3 separate regions of the Mus musculus genome follow, and regions 2 and 3 are each linked to region 1. Evidence: chromatin contacts called from public HiChIP or PLAC-seq and promoter capture Hi-C data. All regions are on one chromosome and are shown on one strand. Each heading gives the region's core, a stretch centred on a gene start, on an enhancer-like site or on the middle of the called end of the contact. The rest is flanking DNA. Distances are from core to core; before and after follow the strand shown. Region 1 overlaps Dnm3 (dynamin 3). Region 2 overlaps Dnm3 (dynamin 3). Region 3 holds the start of Dnm3os (dynamin 3, opposite strand).

Region 1 (3,275 bases), core at 201-2,700:
GAAATATATGCTTCCCCTGGACAACCTGAAGGTCCGGGATGTGGAGAAGGGCTTCATGTCCAGCAAGCACGTCTTCGCACTCTTCAACACCGAGCAAAGGTAAGACAGTGCAGCAGCTTTTATGTTAAGAGGTTTCCTCAGACTTTTTTTTTTTTTTTTTTCCAATCGGGATTTCAGGTACCTCAGACTAGCCTGGAATTCATTCTATAGCCAAAGCTGGCCTTGAACTCTTAATCTGCCTACCTCTACCTCCCGAGTGTTGGTATTACAGGCAAGTGCCACTACACTGGCTTTCCTTAGACTTTGTTTTCTATTTTTAACATCCACCATGGGTTATGGCTTCAAAAGTCCCAAACACAAGAGGCAGAAAGATCGTCAAATCCTAGTTTATTTCCTGGTTTCTCAGCAGACACTAAAATCTTGCCAAATCTTTCTTAAAACTACATTTTACTACCTATGGTCCACCATATCAGGGTTTACACTTTACAAACTTACAAATCCTCACTTTTGGGGGTGGGGTTGGGGGGAAATAAACCAACCCCACAGAGGGTTAAAACGATGGAAGGCGTGGGTGACCATTTTGTAAGGTAGGAAGCACTTTCTCCAAGTTCTTTTGACTTTCTTAAGATCACACAGTTCAGACAGACCTCTCACCCTAGAGGTAGAGGGTGCATAGGAACTTTGACCTGCTCCCCTTCCTTGCATATTCCTCATGACACTTTTCTAATCTCTCCCATCATTGCTGCTGGAGAGCATCAGGACTTAAGTGCCTACCACTGACTATCACCAGGAGCTGTGGTTGTTCACTAAAATTAATCAGTGGAATTGAACAAATGATACATGGAATTGCACTAAAGTCAGACAAATAGAATGAAGGGGTTGTCTCCATTTTTCTTCAATTGGAAATGTTATAGGAAAAAAATCTAATTTGTGTAAATTAAGGAGAAGTGAGTCATTAGGTAGCAGGTCTAATTTTAACCCAGGTTCACAGGCTACATTGTATCTTGATTTAGCAATGAATGAAGAAGTTACTTGATTAGGTTCAGTGAGGAGCCCAGGGTCAATCAGACAGTTAATGAAAACAGCAAAAGCCTTCTTCCTACATTCCCAGTCAGTTGCTCAGAGTGACTCAGAATACAAAAATACTTGGAAAAACCACAAGAACAAGCCATTTAAAGAATCAAGGGGAAAGAAAATTAAATACCACTCTACAATAAAATATTGAAATGGAATTTCCCCCACTGTGGAGGACATGGTGTTATTTGAAAGTCCACTGTGCAGAAGAAAACAAAACAAAGCAAAATAGCAACAAACGCCAAATAGACAAACACCACTGAAAATGATAACGAATGAAAAGACTGGTCAGAGCAGTCACGATCCTCTGGGGCCGAGCTCAGTGCTCTTCTGGGCTCTTCTTGGGTCCTGAAGAATCTGATGATGGGGTGTGCTCTGTGGGAATTCTGTCATACCGGAAGTTCAATAAATGCTACCGCTCCGCCCACCCGCAAGGTTCAGTTGTTATTAAAGGGCTTCAAACAGGAAAAAAATAGAACCATGGGTATTAGAGAGTACAAGAGTCACCAAAGTAAGAATATTCTAGGTTTTGGAAAATCTAGATCTTCTGTCTTCTGGAAACCTTGAACTCTAAAACGATCGTGAGTTCTGTTACTTCTGCAGAGACCTCTGCCAGAACACAGACACGCCCAAACACTATATTTGCTGTCAGCTTTTGCTTTTAAATCTTAAGCCCTTTGAATGGTTTTTGTGCTGTCTGAGTCTGCCAGGACAGTGCCAATCATAAGCAGGCATTCTCATTCTGTTTCTGATTTCAAAGAGAATAATTTGAAAAGGTTTTTGAAAAACACTTGATATCCTTTAAGGAACAGAGCATTCTTCCTGTTCCTCGGTATAGAGGATTCAGTGTAAGCTTTCAAACCAAGGCAAATGGATCAATTTTAGCAATACCTTCATCTAGAAGACTATGTGACTTCCCTCCCTCCCCCTATAATCTGCTTGTGTGGTGAAACATGCTGTTAGGTTTTCTAATGGTGAGCCATCCTTGATCTTCTACATTCAAAGTGAAGCACATGTACCATGCACTCTTGCCTTAAAATGATGAGTGTTTTATTGAAGCTTTTGCAATTACATTCATAAGGAATACTGAGCAAGAAATATTCTTTGTGTGCCACCTCTGGTAGCTTTGGGCATCAAGGATCTTAGCCTCATACAATCATATGCCATTAAACCCTAATTGTTCTTTGTAATAATTTTGTTTAAAACTGGGATTAACCTGTAGATGGATGTTTGATGGAAGTCACTGCTAAAATCATCTAGATTTTACATCATCAGGATTTTAGGTGGGTTTTTAAAAATATGTTTATTAAGTCTTAGAGAATTTCATATCAGTGTTTGGTGTATTTTGATCATATTCCCCCTTTTTACCTCCCCCAACTCCTCCCAGATCCATCCGCTACCTCTCCACTTCCTACCAACATTGTATACTTAAAAAAAAAAAAAACCCACCAAGTTTAATTTAGTCTTCCCCTATTCAGATGGGTATGGGGTTATCCTCTGGAGCATAGTCAACCTACCAGATGTCACACTTATAAAAACACCTGGCTGTTCTTCCCCCAAGAAGCCATGAACTGTCAGTAGCTCCTCAGCTGGGGTGGGGGCTAAGGAGCCACCAACACCAAAAGTTGTTTTTGCCAAGTGGATGGTTAACTCTAACTTAATATGTTTATTGTACATTGTAGAGATATTCTATATTTTATATTTTATCTGGACCAGCTTAGGTCAATAACATGTTTTCTAGCAAATTCTCCAATCCATTTATTTTAAAATAAATTACCCCAAGTATCTTACTGTTCTCTTATTTTTAATGTGTCTGAGATTTGGCATCTTTTATCTCTAATATTAAACCTCACCTCTTTTCTCTCCCGGATCACACTTGTCAGAGTTTTGAATTATTTTCAAAGAAACAGCTCTTGGCTTTCTTATTCTTCATTGCATATATTTTTCTACTTCAATAGTCTCCTTTTTATTTCCAGCCATATATCTTCTTGGTGTTTGTGTTGCCAGCCTTCATTTGTATGTGCAGTTCATCAGCTTGTACCCTTATTGTCTTCAGCTGACTGCCATAAACAGCAGTTATAATAATTTCGCCAGGCTTCGGTTCTGTTGCTAAGTCTCCTCTAGGTTTTCCCTTCTCTTTGAGTTACTCAGAAATGTGTTTTACGTTTTATAACGCATAGAATTTTATTGTTTTGTTGTTG
Region 2 (3,275 bases), core at 521-3,020, 95 kb after region 1:
GTTCCTTTCCAGGGATCCAGGAATACAAATGAGGGGTTTTAAATCTTGCTAACTTGTGTGTGTGTGTGTGCATGTGTGTGTGCGTGTGTGTGTGTGTGTGTGTGTGTGTGTGTGTGTGTGTGTGTGTGTGTGGTGTCTCCTCAGGAAAAAGTCTCTTACGAAAACCAGGATAACTAAAGTTATTTTGACATGTGACATAGTATTCTTCCCACAGATCATTCTGCCAGACCAGAGATTCCCCTGCCTAGGCCTCGTGAGTGCTGAGAGTAAAGGCGATTCCACTTTTTATCTGTTGCCTTTTCCCACCCCCTTACCCACCATCCATCCTGCTAAGGGGAGGATGTAGATAGGGTACCACTTGAATCAGGAGGCTACACTAAGTACCACATTCAGAGAGTCCTAGCAGAGGTGATTCATTTCTTCATTGGCACCAATCACAGAGAGAGAAGGGGACCCTCAGAAGTGAAAGTGGGACATTTCCTTGAGCCAGACCCGTGTCAGCCAGTGGCTCATATGAACAGCTCTGCCAGTTGTAAATTCTTGAACTCCAACGTTTGCATGAGTAGTTATTCGCTGCTCAGAGTCCCAGAGAGCCACACCCTGGGGCTGGCGCCTAACCACCATCCTAACTCTCTGCCGAGCCACTTTAAAAAGCATGTGAATACTACCCTGTTGGAGCTAGTGTTTCTGTCTCAGGACCGAGTTCCATGTACAATGTATTTCATTGAGCTCCCGTGCCACACTGCAGCATGTACCATGTTAAGGGGATAAATGTATGGATTGCAGAGTAAAAGGGCTAGTAAAGCAGGAAGCGGTCAAACTGTCAACTGCCACTTTAGAAGGAAGATACCAACTTTTAAAAATCTATTAACACAAAAGAAATGATTATTCCTGAATGAAATGTTTTAGGGGCCAGTGAGAAGGGGGGGAGGGGGAAAGAGCCAAGATGATTGTTTTGTTTTGTTTCATTTTGTTTCATTTGGTTTTGTTTGTTCACAGCTGGGGGAATGAGGAAATGCTTTTTGTAGTAAACTCTGGAAAAAGGAGCTTGACTGGCAAGACGCATTCAGCACGGTCCAAGCTATCTCACAGGATGTGACTGGGTTTAGCGTTGTAAGACAGCTCTGTAGTTTTATTCTGGCCAAATGTCTGTATGATTCTCAGGCAGTTCCCTCCCCTGTCACCTTCCAGCCTTGCTTCTAACAGGGAGTCTCTCTCACTTTGATTCACGGTTTCTCACAAGCAGCTCCAGACTGCCTTTATAAGATAACACAAGTCTTGGGAGTGAGAACGGAGTTGAACCATCTGCAGTTCTTTCTTTGCTATAAAAATAAATAAATAAATAAATAAATAAATAAATAAATAAATAAGAATTTCCACACTCATATCCTTGTTGGGTCCCTCATCCCAACCCAACCCCAACACATACTGCGGAAATGGTGAAAGAGACCCCAGACAGAGCAGTGGGGGTCGAACTCAGGGCGCATGATTCACTGCCTACTGCTTTCATCCACAGTCAATTTTCTAGACAAGCCTGGCCTCCTGTCACTCCCATTAATCACGGGGCCCAAGCAGAGTCCAGCAGGGTGCCCCTTGTACGGCTCAGACAGGGTCTGGGGCATCACAAGATTCCCATTAAAAGCGAGATAGGGGTCTTGACTTCTCATTCATTCCCACAATGCACTTCATCAGCATCCCGCTACACACTCCTCCTGTGAGCAACTGGCGCTGCTGGGTGTTGATGTTGGTTTTGGCTTGCTTCCTCCTAGAGCAGCCAGCCGTTGTGTAAGCAAGTCTGTCTGAATCGCTCTGGGGCTAACTGCCTTCTTAGAAGTCCTCCTGCTGCTCATTATTTAGCCAGCAAGCCATTACTATTATTAGCTTTGAATTCTTCCTTCTCCACTTTCTGTTCACTAAAATACTGAAGTGTGGACAATCATCGCCCAACCAATTGTTAAATGCCTCTCCCTGCCCCCCCCACCTTTTCTATTATTTGGGTTGACATTCAAAACAAGTACAAAACTCAGGAACTTTAAAGAGGGGTTTGGGATGGAGAGTCAGTAACTAGATTCCTTCTCGTGCTCTTTCAGTAACTTCTAGTGTACGTGCCATCTTCATTTTGTATGCACCATACAGTCTATTCAGAAAAATTTAAAGAGAAAATAAAAAAAGAACAGCATTAGGTAGTTCTTGGCAGTCAGTCAAAGACAGCATTGCAGGGAAGGTATTTAAGTCTTTTAAGTGAAGCTATTTGTATATCAGCAACTGCATTTTTCATGACCAGGGAGAGCTATTTGCACAGTCTTTCACGGAAATATTTCTAGACAGTTTCTGTGGCTTTCCTCCCTGAGCTCATGTATTTGCTTCTGCTTCAGAACAGGACAATTTAATGAGCAGTTTTACAGCCCAACCTGCACCCTGCACACTCTACGGGGCTACATGCCTGCCGCATATAACCTTTGCCCTATTTGCCATTAAAGAACAAGACTTTCCTATAACCAACTTTATACTATGATGGGGGTGGGGCACGCAACTGATACTTCAGTCCACCCTACAGCCCATAGACATCAATGTTTTAAAAACTTTATACTTAAAAAAAAATAGGGTACATATTAGCATTACCATAGTCAGCCCCCTTCTTTTGTAAGGTGTTTATGTCATCTTTCATCCTTTGACCTAGAGCAAAAGGACCACGTGCTTCAGAGCAAATAACTCATTTGGCCTCATTTCTAGTCCAGGGAGGCATGTTCAAAGATAAACCCCAAATTATTTCAGAAATAAAAACAACAACAAAAATAAAAAATAAGAGACATCATTTTCTGTCTCCAGTCTTACTAATGATTGTCAGCCCTGGAAAATCCTCTTTGTTTTCGTTTTAAGACATAGGGTTCTGCATATTCTCAAATGAAATAAGTATCTAATTGTAAACAAAAAAAATACCTAAATTTGCCTTATTTTCCCCATGGGTTCTGCTTTTGGTGTTCTGTTGTTTTTCTTGCTATCTGCTAAACATTTGAGCTCTCCCTTTCTTTTGAGCTGTGGAGCCCCAAACAGGAAGCAGGGACCCCTGGCCGGGTCTGGGCAGGAGAACAACCAAGCCATTGTGCAGAGGAACACCACCTCCCTCCTGGCCCTGCAATGCCGGCCTCTGCCCGCCTGTTTTAACTACGCTATGGATTTAAGGTAGTCTGCAGTACCTCAGACACCTGGCTCGCTTTCTGCCCTACTTACTTCAGCCAATCTGTCCTCATCTCATAATTCTGTTTACTTTCTCT
Region 3 (3,275 bases), core at 289-2,788, 85 kb before region 1:
GTACAGCAGCAACATTTTCTCCCAGAACTTTCTTTAACGGAGCCACCGCTGATGCTCAATACAAACCTCCCAGCTTACTTAGTGACCCAGATTCTTCTAGTATTTTCTCTTTCAGTATTTCATTCAGCCAGAGGAAGTTTTCTTGCTTCCAGTCTGCCTACCTCCCCCACTCTCCTTCACCTCCAGGACAGCTGGAAACTGACCAAAGAAAACTTTTGCCTTCGTTTACAAATTCCTGTTTTATCAGCATCTTTTTAGACAACGTGCCTTATCATTTCAAAGGCCCAGGACAAGTGAGAGCCTTGTTAAAAAAAAAAAAAAAAAAAAAAAAAAAGATGGGCCAGCAGGCTCAGCTGACCAGCAAGTATCAGCCATTCTTGGATTTTAGAAGAACAATTTCAATGTTATCTAGTGAGCCCACTAAAGACAGAGCGCTATTCCCCTGGCCTGCTAAGTTGCTGAGTCAGTAAGATGTGGGTTTGGCACTTGGGCCCTCATCTCTGGCTAAGTGCGTTTGCATTGTCTGATAGTAAAATAACAAAACAAAAAAGCAAAAAACAAAAGACTAGACTGCTTCTTATCGTTAGGTACTATTATTTCTGGTGTTTCTATTATATAGATAAACAGAAAAGCTCCCTGTTCATACAAGAGTTTTGAAAATTGCATTTTTTTCCTTTAGGGCAAAATGCATTCATTCCTGGAGTGTTAGAGGTTGCATACATAGCTCATCCATGCTCGAGTTTAAGTCTCTGAATTATCAGTTTCAACCATTCAAAACTAAGTCTCGTTCAGTTTTTGCTACTTGTCTGGAGTGAGGTTTTTTTCCCCACCTTTTATTTTGAAGCGGAAGACCCTTACATTTAAGAAAGCATTTGAACGATCAACATTTAGACTTATAAAAAACACACAGAAAATCACAATTTACCATACGACCTTGCTCTTTTGAAAGTTAAGTTCACGGTTATCTGTCCCTTAGCTCAGTGTCTCCAGCGTCTTCACACAGGTGATGGGATCTCTATCTAGTTCCCCAATCACAGACCAGGTACGCAATCCCAGAGGCCTTACCCGCTGGTCTTCCCTGGAGCAGTCCTCTCCCCTGGCAGAGTCCCTGAGGGCTTCTTGGTCCCTAGTTTGCAAAACCTGTGAAGAGAAACACTGGATATGAGATTCAACAAAGGAGCACCCAGCTGTCCTCTCCTTGGAAGCAGCACATTGTGTCCCCAGCCGTCCATGGCGTTGCTGGCCCTTGCCCAGTCTAACCAATGTGCAGACTACTGTACAACGGCATTGTCCTGAACAGGTAGTCTGAACACTGGGGCGACGGAGCAGGATCTCCTGAAGCTTCCATCGGTGTGTGGAAAATCCTGTCCCGGGGCTGGGGAGAGCCTGTCTTCCTGCACCAGGGGCTTGTTCAGCTTCCCCCCTGAACCCTGTCTGCTGCATCGACTGAGACACACTAAAGGGCTGTGATTTCCAGTCTTGACGTGGCACATTTGCAGCAGACTAGGGAACTGGCAATGAATTTAGGACCAGGAAAAGGGGGAGGGCTGGGCTGGAGAGTCCATATATGGGATGATGTCACCCTGGGGAGGTTTGGGTATGCGCTGTGCCGCTGGAGAGACCGCTAGAATCGCCTGCTCTCAGACATGGGTCTGTGCATAAAATGGTACCAGATGTTTTCGTGTAATGTTAAGCAGTCATTTCATCTTCAGGCCAGATTTTTTCCCTCAACTGGGCAGGAAGTGGGGCCCCAGTATGGAAAAGCTGTAAAAAAAAAAAAAAAAGGCAAGATGTACAGTTCTGCTGTGGCCAACCGAAAGTGAGTTGAGAGTAGAAGTACAAATTTGTTGCCTGATCTGGGCTGAAGAAGTAATTTAAAGATAGAAAGATGACAAAGCAGTAAGCAGAAAGTCAAACACTGTTAAGCAGGCAAACTTCGAGGCCTTTTTTTTTTTTTTTAACTTTCCTGCGATACTTTGTTTTCTTGTATTTTACTCCTTAGTGAGGTCAGATAAGTTGGGGCTCCCCCCTTTCTTTTCCTCCTCTTCCCCCTTCTCCCTCCTCCTCCTCCTCCTCCTCCTCCTCCTCCTCCTCCTCCTCCTCCTCCTCCTCCTTTTCTGCTGGACCTGTCAGCAGCTTGCAGGCTGCTCTAGACTTGAGCAGTAATTACAGCAACTTCCTGAAAGTGAAGCCCCCATGAAAAGTCTGGAGAAATGCTCTTTGTCATGGCCTCTCCATGAGTAATTAGTTCCATATGTGGCCTTCCTCGTCTCCCTCCCTCAGCTCTCTTGGCTGGCTCTCTGCATGCCGTTCTATAGCCTTACCTAAGGAAATGTTAAAAAGTTTAGACTTCAAGCACCCACACTGCTGTACCGCTCTTTTCTGAACATTTCCCTCTGGTAGAGCCACACGGTTAAGGACAGCATTGTTTTATCCTGCTGGCTACTCCCAATTCTGTTTGAATACTTTTGTTTTGTTTACATGGTGTTCTGATGATGAGGTTTATCTCTGGTTAAGTAAATCTGTTGAAACTGGCCCAGTGAAGCTTGACCACTTACAAACTCTCAGCTCGCTTGGCCTCTAGTCCTCTGTCCCAGTTGTTAACTGTTTCAAATTATGTAGGCTGTTGAATGTTGTGAACATGAGGTCCCCTAACTTGTTTTCCACTGTATTCTGATTGATATTAGATTTTTGTCTCAAATAAGAGCTTTATCAATTGGCCTTGTAGAGGTCACAATGTGGGAGATTTTCTAAATCTAACTCACAGGATGAAGGGCTATAGTATTTTTGTAAGAATTAGAGCCCGAACAACTTATTTGTACCTGCCTTCTATGACACTTTTGAGATGTACAAATCTATATTGGCTGTTTCAAAATGCTTCAAGTGAGAGCCGCCTTAACTTATTTATTTTTTCCTAACATGGTTTCTTTTAAATTGATGTACCACAAACGGTTCAAAAGTGGTCCCAAGCCCTTGTGAAGAAGATTAAGTCAGAGTACTTTATCTAGAAGCTTATGATAGAGCAAAGAGGTTTATGTCAGGTTAAATACACCAGGTTGACACAGGATTAAATAGTTGATGCAAGCCAGGGGAATGCTTCCTATTAGTGTCTTCTTACCGGCCTCCTTCTCCTTCTTTAGGGACTATTTGAGAGTGGTTAGGGGAGCGCAGTGTGAGTCAGCTGCCGTTTCCCTCAGGGCTGCTACGTGATTACTGGAAATGATGGAAGGGTGACTAAGTGTGACCTAATGGTCTGATTGCAAGAGGATGCTGCT

What was found. HiChIP or PLAC-seq counts read pairs in DNA pulled down with a chosen protein or histone mark. Capture Hi-C pulls out chosen DNA fragments and counts their contacts.
Region 2: a promoter capture Hi-C map of adipose tissue shows a contact between it and region 1. The contact joins two enhancer-like sites. A contact is called at or near these places in 1 of 39 promoter capture datasets (hippocampal neurons), 4 of 484 Hi-C or Micro-C datasets (embryonic fibroblasts, nephron progenitors and uterus), 2 of 115 datasets of contacts at active chromatin or transcription factors (the NIH/3T3 cell line and heart atrium) and 3 of 9 other capture datasets (adipose tissue, liver and pancreatic islet).
Region 3: a contact with region 1 is called in an H3K27ac HiChIP or PLAC-seq map of embryonic fibroblasts, with 31 read pairs. The contact joins the promoter of Dnm3os here to the enhancer-like site in region 1. A contact is called at or near these places in 9 of 39 promoter capture datasets (the 3T3-L1 cell line, 3T3-L1-derived adipocytes, the SN4741 cell line and 5 more), 22 of 484 Hi-C or Micro-C datasets (the 3T3-L1 cell line, the C2C12 cell line, adipose-derived mesenchymal stem cells and 7 more), 7 of 115 datasets of contacts at active chromatin or transcription factors (the NIH/3T3 cell line, craniofacial prominence, embryonic fibroblasts and 4 more) and 3 of 9 other capture datasets (adipose tissue, liver and pancreatic islet).

The regions. Positions count from the first base shown.
Region 1 is chr1:162,131,281-162,134,555 of GRCm38.p6, reverse strand. Dnm3 (dynamin 3) reads left to right here. Exons shown (of 21, transcript NM_001038619.2): 15 at 1-99. Among named protein-coding and RNA genes, the nearest start is that of Dnm3os, 85 kb to the left of the region's middle. Within about 2 kb of position 1,450, at least 65 of the 459 cell types and tissues checked have an H3K27ac peak or open chromatin away from gene starts, as enhancers often do. A contact at or near this core is called in the C2C12 cell line, the NIH/3T3 cell line, the SN4741 cell line and 10 more, where this site is marked.
Region 2 is chr1:162,036,531-162,039,805 of GRCm38.p6, reverse strand. All of the region lies in intron 17 of Dnm3 (dynamin 3), which reads left to right. Among named protein-coding and RNA genes, the nearest start is that of 2810442N19Rik, 33 kb to the right of the region's middle. Within about 2 kb of position 1,770, at least 166 of the 459 cell types and tissues checked have an H3K27ac peak or open chromatin away from gene starts, as enhancers often do. A contact at or near this core is called in the NIH/3T3 cell line, adipose tissue, embryonic fibroblasts and 1 more, where this site is marked.
Region 3 is chr1:162,215,886-162,219,160 of GRCm38.p6, reverse strand. Dnm3os (dynamin 3, opposite strand) reads right to left here and starts at 1,538. Exons shown (of 1, transcript NR_002870.2): 1 at 1-1,538. The region is part of intron 14 of Dnm3 (dynamin 3); the gene reads left to right. Mir199a-2 (microRNA 199a-2) reads right to left here and starts at 1,347; the gene lies at 1,238-1,347.